Regions from separate parts of the Mus musculus genome. Here regions 1 and 2 are each linked to region 3. Evidence: chromatin contacts called from public promoter capture Hi-C data. All regions are on one chromosome and are shown on one strand. The core of a region is the stretch at or near the end of the contact, and the rest is flanking DNA. Distances in the headings are between cores, read along the strand shown.

Evidence for each region. Promoter capture Hi-C pulls out the DNA fragments that hold promoters and counts their contacts.
Region 1: a contact with region 3 is called in a promoter capture Hi-C map of pre-B cells, with 2.7 times the contacts expected there. The contact joins the promoter of Snrpb2 here to the promoter of Slx4ip in region 3. A contact is called at or near these places in 1 of 39 promoter capture datasets (pre-B cells) and 1 of 484 Hi-C or Micro-C datasets (CD4 T cells).
Region 2: a promoter capture Hi-C map of pre-B cells shows a contact between it and region 3, with 3 times the contacts expected there. The contact joins the promoter of Kif16bos here to the promoter of Slx4ip in region 3. A contact is called at or near these places in 2 of 39 promoter capture datasets (liver and pre-B cells) and 4 of 484 Hi-C or Micro-C datasets (B cells, CD4 T cells, pre-B cells and 1 more).

The regions. Positions count from the first base shown.
Region 1 is chr2:143,061,555-143,064,956 of GRCm38.p6, forward strand. Snrpb2 (U2 small nuclear ribonucleoprotein B) reads left to right here and starts at 1,515. Exons shown (of 7, transcript NM_021335.3): 1 at 1,515-1,544; 2 at 2,988-3,076. The coding sequence starts at 3,013.
Region 2 is chr2:142,901,446-142,904,763 of GRCm38.p6, forward strand. Kif16bos (kinesin family member 16B, opposite strand) reads left to right here and starts at 1,520. Exons shown (of 2, transcript NR_131921.1): 1 at 1,520-1,796; 2 at 1,910-2,127. It overlaps Kif16b (kinesin family member 16B), which reads right to left and starts at 19. Exons shown (of 26, transcript NM_001081133.2): 1 at 1-19.
Region 3 is chr2:136,890,612-136,893,773 of GRCm38.p6, forward strand. Slx4ip (SLX4 interacting protein) reads left to right here and starts at 1,557. Exons shown (of 8, transcript NM_028834.3): 1 at 1,557-1,750. It overlaps Mkks (McKusick-Kaufman syndrome), which reads right to left and starts at 795. Exons shown (of 6, transcript NM_021527.2): 1 at 432-795.

The sequences.
Region 1 (3,402 bases), core at 265-2,764, 6.2 Mb after region 3:
GAAAGCTTGCAGTGGGAGAGCCGGGTGTGGTGGTGGTACATGTCTTTAATCCCAGCATTTGGGAGGCAGAGGCAGGTGGATTTCTGAGTTCGAGGCCAGCCTGGTCTACAAAGTGAGTTCCAGGACAGCCAGGACTATACAGACAAGAAGAAAAAAAAAAAGCTTGCAGGGATTACTCATGGATATAAAAATGTGTTCATTCTTTATAAGTGAACCTGGAAAAGAGCATAGAAGCCACTGACACTGAGTTGTCATCGGACAATTTCTTCTTTGCTGTGCAAAAGGTATAGTAGCTGAGACTCAAGCTTTGATAGAATAGGTATGGCATTTCTTTAAATCTCTTTATTTTTTTCCCAAGTGGAGTGTCCTTGCATGTTTATCAATTTGCTTTTTGAAAATAGCTACGAACTCTCTCTCGGCCAGATGAATGTATATAACACAGGCAGGTTATAGCTTATTCCAATGCTCTCATTACCACCAAGCACAGTTAATCAACTGCTCAGACCTTCTGTTGCTTAGAAAGTGTTTCGTATTTACTTGATGCCCTTTTGCTAAGAACATACTCGATATTGTTTTTATAAAAGCCAAACTGGTTTCCATATCTATGTAATTAAAGAACACTTTTTCTGTGGTTGTTTAACATTATTTCCTACATTTACAGGATTTTCACTGGATATCACACTTGTTTTATTATGACCTAATTTTCACGGAACTTCATTCAATCGTCTGAATCATATTTATCGAGTATAAGCCATTCTCCTAATCACTTCAGTGAAAAAAGCATATAAAATTACTACTCTCAAAACACTATTTCCATCCTGCAACTTCATGTGACTTTCAAAAATTAGAAACCTCAGGCTGGTAAAATCAACCAATTTGGTCCTTACCCCAATTTTTAGCCTAGAAAAATCCAAGCATTTTGTGAGGAAAGGAGAGGGTGGGGGAGTGGGCGGGAGTTAACTGTGTCTAAGTGAGTTTAGGCTCTTTAGTTTGCTCGCTCCTGAAGCCTGGTGAGAGTACCATCAACGACTAAAATTCTCTTTGTTCAGGGGTCGAAGACTGGGCTGCATCTAAGACGTAATCTATAGAGTGCTGGCTGGTGTGTTCTTTCAGACTCCTGGAGATTGACAACTAGAGATTGACAATGGTGTTAAGTCAAGTTGACCAGGACCCATAGAAAGGCTTGACTAACTTGTGGCTGGAGACAGGCTCCTGTAAAATTGTATCACATCCTATAGTTGGGAAGCTTCAAAGTCGCAGTAAGGGAAACGACCCCCTACCCTTCCCTCCTCTGCCTCCACAGCTTGGCCCCCGGGTCCTAATTTGATCCCTTCCAGTTCTCCCCCTTTCCACAAACTTCCTAGCCCACAGGAATGCGCGTGCGCAGAAAGATTCCGCCTTGGCCGGCCGGGGCGAGGAGGGCTCGATTGAATCGGTGCTCGACTCTTCGACTTCTCTGAGTTCGATTGAGGAGTTTGGCCGCCCTCTTCCGGCGCGGGGAAGCTCTTCCGGTATTAGTTTCAAGCGGACCGCGCCGGCTTCAGGTGAGTCTCTCGGGTTCTTTTTCGCTGTGGCTGGTCTCAGGGTTTGGCGGGATCCGCCCCGTCCGCGGTAACTGAGCCGGCGAGGGCGAAGGTGTCGTCGGTTGCGTGGTCCTCGGTCCGCGGACGTATAGGAGGAAGGGACGGCGACCCCAGGGCTGGCGGAATGAGGCCCGGCGTCACAGCCTGTTCTCTGCAGGATGGTTGGGTTTTTAATGTCAGAGGACCCTGGTGTTGGGTGGATTGGCCGGTGTGTAAAGAGGCTCAAGCGGACACATAGGAATTAGCCCAGGGGGAGAGAATGGCCCGTGACTTGCTTGGAGGAGCAGGGTGTGCAGTTCACTGTGCACTCTCGGCCTCTTCTCCCCGGCAGCCTTTGGGTTTCTGGTGCCCTTGCACTATTTCAGCCCAAAGGAGCTAATGCCAGAGCCTGTGCTCTTGTCCCTCTCTTGAGTCCCAGCCCTTCTCCAGGTTCCCATGTAGAGAGGCAAGCCTGTGAGAAACGTTACCTATTATCCGTTGCCTACATAGTACAGGCCCTTCCTATAAGTTGTTCAGAGCAGCTTGTTGTGTGACGTTAAGACACTTGTGTCCTTTAACGAGTGATAGCTATCGATAATAAATAGTAACTGTAGATGCTAACTGGTGCAGACTGATACATATCTGTCTCATAATTTTATAGGCTCCATTTTATAGGTGCTGTTAGTAGCCATAATTTGTAGCTGGGGACTTGAGACATTAAGGAACTTGCCCCCCATCGAAGTAGGTTGTAAAATCGTAAACAGAACTTAAATCCGTATCTTATTGATACAAGAATCTGAGCTCTGAACTGTCAACCTTGACCACTCTTGAGACTCACATAGTGGGAAAGAGACAGAAGTGAAAGCCCCTGAGAGGTCGTTCTCTGACCTCAACATACACGATGGCACAGGTAAACAAACACACACACACACACTAATCGTTTAAATCAATACATTCATGAGTGCATCTATGAACTGTCTTAATTTGTATTGTTCTATTACAATGACTTTTTAAAACTAGGTGCGTGTTTACTGATCTTTCACAAAATGTTCAAATCATTTTACTGAAAAACCATTTTCTGGTGAATATGATCAAAACACATGACATTCTCAAAGAATTAATAAATATACTTTCGAAAGTTATGTCATTATGTAGATGAAAGGACAGTATCATTTAAGTGGGGATAAAAGAAGTATATAACCTTGAATAATATGTTTTTAAATCTGCCTATGTATTGACAGATTCTACCAATTTGTAGAACCTTGGTATTGTCCTTCCAAGGTTTGATCTTGAGAGCTGTTTTCCATTTGACTAAAAGAGATGGCTGTGGGAGGTAGGGCGGGGTGATTAAGAGTTGTGTCATGCTGTACACCTGCGTGATTTAACCCTCTTTGCTAATAACTGATTATTTATTATTTCTTTTAGGCTATTGGAAGGGTTCTACCCAAACATGGATATCAGACCAAATCACACGATTTATATCAACAACATGAATGACAAAATTAAAAAAGAAGGTATGTTCTTTTAAAAACACCTTTTTACAACCAAACTGTGCTTATTTGTTGTATCTTAAGAATGGTCTCCATCTCTTCTCTAGTCATCTTGGTGCTCAACAATGGTTTATTCCATTTTTACACACCTTTCAGGTTTTTTAATATAAGAATATACAGGGATTGAAGTGCTTTGAATTGTTTTAACTCACAAAGGGGGGGGGGCGCTGGAGAGGTTGCTCAGTGGTTAAGAGCACTGACTGCTCTTCCAGAGGTCCTGAGTTCAAATCCAAGCCACATGGTGGCTCACAACCATCTGTAATGGGATCTGATCCCTTTTCTGGTGTGTT
Region 2 (3,318 bases), core at 270-2,769, 6.0 Mb after region 3:
TGCCCGTGCCCGCGCCCCCGCCCACTTCCCTCTCACCCGCCCCTCGGCTAGGGCCGACCTGGAGTTGCTAGGCGGCCACACCTGCCAGGCCACTGAGCATGCCCAGAGCGGCTCCGGCCCGCGTGATCCACGCACCGGGGTTTGGCAGCTGCCTACGGCGCGAAGGGGCGGGGCCCGGAAGTCTGGGCCCCGCCTCTTCGGTGGCCACGCCCCAGCGCAGCCCCACCTCGAAGTCAATGGCAACCGGCTGTGCTGTCTCTAACTCGGAAAGTCAAACCCAGTCAGGCCCAGGACGATCACTGCATTTAGAGCATTCTCAAGGAAACCGAGGAATGGACTACCGAAAACGAGCATTGCAACCAATAACATGGTCCTGACTTTATACGGCCCGTGCTCGTCAACTCATCTGTCTTGTTGAGAAGCGAAAGGTCGTGGAGAACTCTGAGGGACTGCTCTGTTTCTTCAAAGAGTTCTAAGCATGTGTTCTGAACCACAAAATTTAGGGTACCAAGAAAACAAAGGATCGAGGATTTTTTTAGGCAGATAGAAATGTCGTTATATTGGTTGGAATCATATCTAAAGGGAGTTTTTGCATTTTGGGGACAGTTTAGCAATTTAACTTTAGTCATTGGATCAAAAGTGAGGACACCCGCTTTCTTCTTTCTTTCTTTCTTTCTTCTTCTTCTTCTTCTTCTTCTTCTTCTTCTTCTTCTTCTTCTTCTTCTTCTTCTTCTTCTTCTTCTTCTTCTTCTTCTTCTCCTTCTCCTCCTCCTCCTCCTCCTCCTCCTCCTCCTCCTCCTCCTCCTCCTCCTCCTCCTTCTCCTCCTTCTCCTCCTTCTCCTTCTCCTTCTTCTTCTTATTCTTCCCTTTTTTTTTATGAGCTAAAGCCCCTGGCATCAGTGATTTCTTACCGGGCTATCTCCCTGTAAATTCATTCAGTTAACCCTATGCCTTCACCTGTAAGTCACCTGCTGGACACAAAAACTCCAGTATCAACTATCTTCCTCCTGCCCCAGTCAGGGTCGCTCAAAACTTACAGACCAGCCTTCCTCCTGGACCCTGATCTCCTGCCTTTGCACTTGCTGATGGAGTATAAAGCAAGCCTACTGACTTGCTCCTCCTCACCCTCGAGGTCTCTAACGACCACAATGGAACATTCTGTCCTCAAGACCAGCATATCCCCGCTATTATTTCACTCCCGGGCAGATGACTTCGGTTCAAATGGTCTCTAGAAAGCTTAGATGTGATGCTGCTTAAGTCCCTGAGGGGAGCCGAAAAAGTCTCCCGGGTTTTTGGCTCGAACTCCAATACTAGCTTTGAGTCTTCCAGTCTGCCTCGCCTGCTAAACTGGAACTCCAAGGGTTTAATAATAGACTAAGTGAAATAATACGACGGCCAATGTGTGGTCCACTAGTACCAGGAGTCCTCATCTCAGCTTTCCTAGAACCCTTCAAGGTAGGGTAGAATCAGAACGTCCCCTTTGTTCGGAGTCCTACAAAGCCTGGACTAAGGCGCTTACAAGTTTAGAAATGGGCGCAGAGTCAGCCAATCAAGGGCGGGAAAACTCGGAGGGTTGAAAATGGGGCGCATGCGCAATAGCAGAAGCAGCGGGCGGGTCCAGGCACAGCCGCCAGCCAGGCTGCACCCGGCTGTGGCAGCCACGGGCAGGGGCGGAGCCCGCCGTATATGGGAGCTGCTTGGGGACAAACTGTGTAGGGTGCGCTCTCGGGCGGGCAGGGCTTCAACACCCTACCAGCTGTAGAGTCGCTGAGAGCAACCAAGACAACCAAGAACAGGTGTGCGAATTCTGCACTCAACTGCAAATCACTTGTTAATGTGAGTTCCTGTTCCTGGAGGTTTTGCTTGTCCAGTTTGGGCTTATGCAGGCCATTCTATCCATAATTTCCAGCAGCCTACACGTGTACATAATCCTCTGATTCCAACACCACCTTGCGATTTGACACAACCGACAAAGTGCTGCGGCCCACGGAACACGAACAGCAAGCCTGCGGATTTTAAACTAGAAGCAGCGAGGTTTCTCGCCAGAGAAATGACTGAACAGCCACCCCTTGATTAATTTACTCTCTGCACCAAGAAAAATGAATAAACAGGAAGGTTTTTAAGGGCTTGCTCATCTTCTCAAATTCCAATGAATCTCTGGTACCCCTTTCATTTGTTTCTGTCTTTAGAAATTTTAGACTTTTTAAAGTCTTCCAGGACTTAACCTGCACAGAAGCTTCCTCCGGAAGTCAAGTGTGAGGCTCCCCGCGTGAGGCTCCCCATTGACTAACTGCTAAGCACAGCATCAGTTTGGTAAGGACAACTGCCAGGAGAACTGTTACTCAGAAGAATCACCAAATAAAGTCTCTTAAAGCTCCTGAACGTGTATGGGGGGGGGGGGATTACCTCTATATAGTCTCCTCTAATTAAAATAAAATGTGCAGCTGTAGTAACATCTGAAATTTTGATGATACTGGAAATCACAGATATTTAGGGACTGTTGCAGCTCTCTCAGATTGTTCTTCCTTTTTTATTTTGACTTTGAAATTAGGCCAGTTGTGAAGCTGATACTATAACTTGTTATTTAACAAAAGGACACATAACTTCATTATATTTATTTTCTATACTGTGGTTCTTGTTCAGAAACATTGGTTTTTGTTTTGGATCTCATATCGTTTACATGATGGATGTAAAACAGTTATTCTGGGGCTGGAGCGATGACTCTTGCCAGTTAAGAGCACTTGATGCTTTTGCAGAGGATGGGGACTCCGTTCTCCGCTCCTACATCGGGCAGTTTACAACCATCTGTAACTCTAGGTGATCGAATGTTCTTTCCCAGCCTCTGCCAGCACAGGTGCACACTACACACACACATTCAAAAGTAAGTCAGGCATGAATATGTAAAGGCGTGTGTGTGTGTGTGTGTGTGTGTGTGTGTGTAGGCAGGAGGTGACTGTTTTGCAGTAACATTCTGAACTTCATTTATTGTTGAATTTCTTGCTGGTCCTTTTTTTTTAAGATTTATTTATTATTATAATAATACACTGTAGCTATCTTCAAATGCACCAGATCTCATTATGGGTGGTTGTGAGCCACCATGGGGTTGCTGGGATTTGAATTCAGGACCTTCAGAAGGGCAGTCAGTGCTCTTACCCACTGAGCCATCTCGCCAGCCCCTTCTTGCTGGTTCTTAAGCGACCTTATCATTTCCAAATAGGTATTGGTGATTTACAGTCCCTAAGTCTTAACAACTTCAGTACAAAGTGAGAAAACCCAAAACACTATGTTGATTTCACTTCAAAGCATTTAAATCATCTG
Region 3 (3,162 bases), core at 307-2,806:
TTGAGGAAGCTCTATTCAAACTCTACCTGATATTGGTCACTCCTCCTCACCCACACTGATCCATCATCAGATAGTCACATCCTGAAGCTACTTTGTTTTTATTGTTGTTGTTTTGTTTAGTTTGTTTGTTTTCCGAGACAGGGTTTCTCTGTGTAGCTCTGACTGTCCTGGAACTCACTGTGTAGACCAGGCTGGCCTCCAACTCAGAAATCCGCCTGCCTCTGCCTCCCAAGTGCTGGGATTAAAGGCGTGCACCACCACCGCCCCGCTCTGAAGCTACTTTGAAAGCTGTCCTTGGGCCAATCCGGTAGCCAGGTGCCTCTGTATCCCCGCCCCCAAATACCCTTGTCCCAACCACTCGCGACCTTTCCGTGCGGGGACGCGGTGAGGCCGCAGGCTGGCTTCTCCACCAGCGGCCTGGCCCCTCTCACCTGCCCACCAGCAGCTGCACCTCTAGGTCAGGCCACCTTCACCACCAGAAACCAGAAATCGCGCTTGCACAGCAACCAACCACGCAGCGGAGCGCCACCACCTTTGCCCTGCGCGGCAAGAAGGCGCATGCGCAACTCTATGCTCACGCGCACCACCCCTCCTTCCCCCGCCCCTCTTCCGGGGTTTGCGTGAAGCTCCCGCAAAGGAAAGCTGCGGCCGTCACCGGAAATCTTACGGGCAGACGTGTATTCTGTCTGTGCGCGCTACCAAAATTGAAAGGTCACATCACATCACATCACAGCACCAAGAAGGTGGCAGAGCGTGCGGCTCTCTGCTCTCTCGAAAGGTATTTGTAGAACGAATGAAGCTGTTACCAGTCCTAGGTGGCGTTTCCTCTGTTCTGACCAATCACAAGGCGCCTTGCCCTGTCACTCAGTTGTCAATTCCCACCTCTCTCAGGACGCCCTAAGCTGTAGAAACTGGCTCCGCCCTGCCGGTCCGAGTGACGTCAGAGAGCGAACATGCGCAGACAGAGCCTGTCGCCATGCAGGAAACTTCCGCCCAGTCTAGGAGCGGGGTTGGCAGAAGTCGGGAGTCTTCAATTCAGTGCCGGATCCGGTTGGTTAATTTCCTTGGCTTTGCCTTTCTTTTTTTTTTCTTCAGAGATAAGTCTTTTATTCTTTTGAACCACCCGAAGCATTATGAAATTATGTTTAAACATATTTTATTTCGCTTTTCTCTGGCACCGTGAAAGGCACCTTTATTTTTCAACGTATCTTTTAATCTTCCTCATTAAAAATATTTTCTACTCTTGCCCTATAGTTTTGTGATACGAAAAACACGGCTTTTGTTGTTGTTGTCCATCAGTACATATCGTTGACGTACAGTGATACATTATCTGCCAATTGTATTTGTGGCTTTTCCAACCTCTTAAAAAAAAAAAAAAAATCCGCTTTGGCCGCCATTTTTATTTTGGTCTCCATAAAGCGTTGATATCATCGACAGAAGCCATTTTTCGTTTGGGCAGTTCTTTCCGGCTATCCCATTACCTTAGCCAGGGCTTCGGGCGCCATCGTAGGTGCTGGCAGTGGCTTCCAACCGAATGAAGTCGATAATGCCATCTTGTGTTTGGGCGCTGGTTGCATTCTCTAACGTGCGAGGGGACGCTGGGAAACGGGAAGTAAGCCAAAGCTGCTGAAGCTTGGTCTGCCGCCTTTTTAGTCTGAGTTTTCCCGTTCAGGTACTATACTAGTCCACCAGTGACCCCGGACAGTAACAAAGCATTACAGCCCGAACCCACCTCCCGCCACCATCGTAGGTAAGAGCGTGTGATACTTCGTTCGGATAACCCAGCTCTTCCCTCAGTTGGACCGAACTGTTTGGCCATCTTATACCAATACGTATTTTTGTTTTGGATTTTGGGACTTAACACAATTTTTCTCTTAGGTATTCCTTCTCTTTCCATTAGAATTGTTAAACACCACTGTTCAGGAAGACTGAGATTTAAAGGGACAATAACGTTGAGGGAATTTCCGTAGAATAACAAAGCAAAATGGATGGAACAGCAAATTTGATCATTAATTGTATGGCTTTCTGCATCTATAGAGGTGAATATAGCTCCCAGAGGACTTTAAAATGTGATCAGCTGTGTTTGTATATTCTTCCCATTCATTCATTCATTCATTGAATTTGTTGAATACTTAGCTAGTTTTGTGCTATAAAATATAGAAGTAAACTTCAAAACAAAACAAAACGAAACCTCCTTTTCATCCACTTGCTTTGATATATCCAAAGCTGGGACCAGGAACATAATGTTCTAATGTTTTTTTTTTTAGCACTGCTGGACAAGCAACTTCATGTTCTCACTTCTCGTATTTCTTGGATACTGTATATAGCCATAATTGTAAGGCTAATAGTCCAGGTAGCATGGCCTTGTTGCTCAGTGTAATCATCGACCAGCCATCCCAGCATCTTCTGGGAGCATGTTTCTTGGAATGAGTAGAAGCTGCACTTGGGCACAGTATAATAGTGACTTGGAAACTTTGGACTGTGGCTTACCTTAGCTTTTTGTAGCACCAGGCTTTCTTCTGTGTCTTCTTGTATGAGAAAAGAAAATCAGTAGTTCTCAACCTTGGCTGCCCATGACAGTCACCTGGGAAGCTTCTAAACCAGACTTCAGACCAGTTGCAGATAGAAATGGAGACTATGTGGAATATAGATGACACTAAGGTATTTGAGACATGGTTTTCATGCTGTTAGGCGTAAGATTGGTTTTCACCTTCCCTCTTGGCTTTACTTAAAATACCATGGAGACAGGGAGGAGTATTAGGTTGGGTGGGTGTTGAACCAATGTCCCAGTGACTGGTTACCTTGTCAACCAGCTTCCCAGTAATTGTTACTTTGCCATATATGTCTTTTCCTTAGTCTAAGTGGGAAAGAAGAATGAACACCATTTGTTTTACTGAGTCTCACATGAATGTTTCCATTGTGGATATTCATGTTTTATGAGTATGTAGGAAAACATTATTACACTGAAATATTGCTTGTTTGCAATTTTTACAGTGCTACTAAGGGTAGTGATGTAGTGTGGATGGGTAAAAAAATCAGTTCTGAAACGTCTTCCCTGACTGTACATCCTACTTCCTTCACCCCAGCTCCATCTCTGAGATCTAAAAGACAGTTACCCACCCTTGTGCTTGAGTTTCCTAACTTGTAAGGTAGGACTCCTGT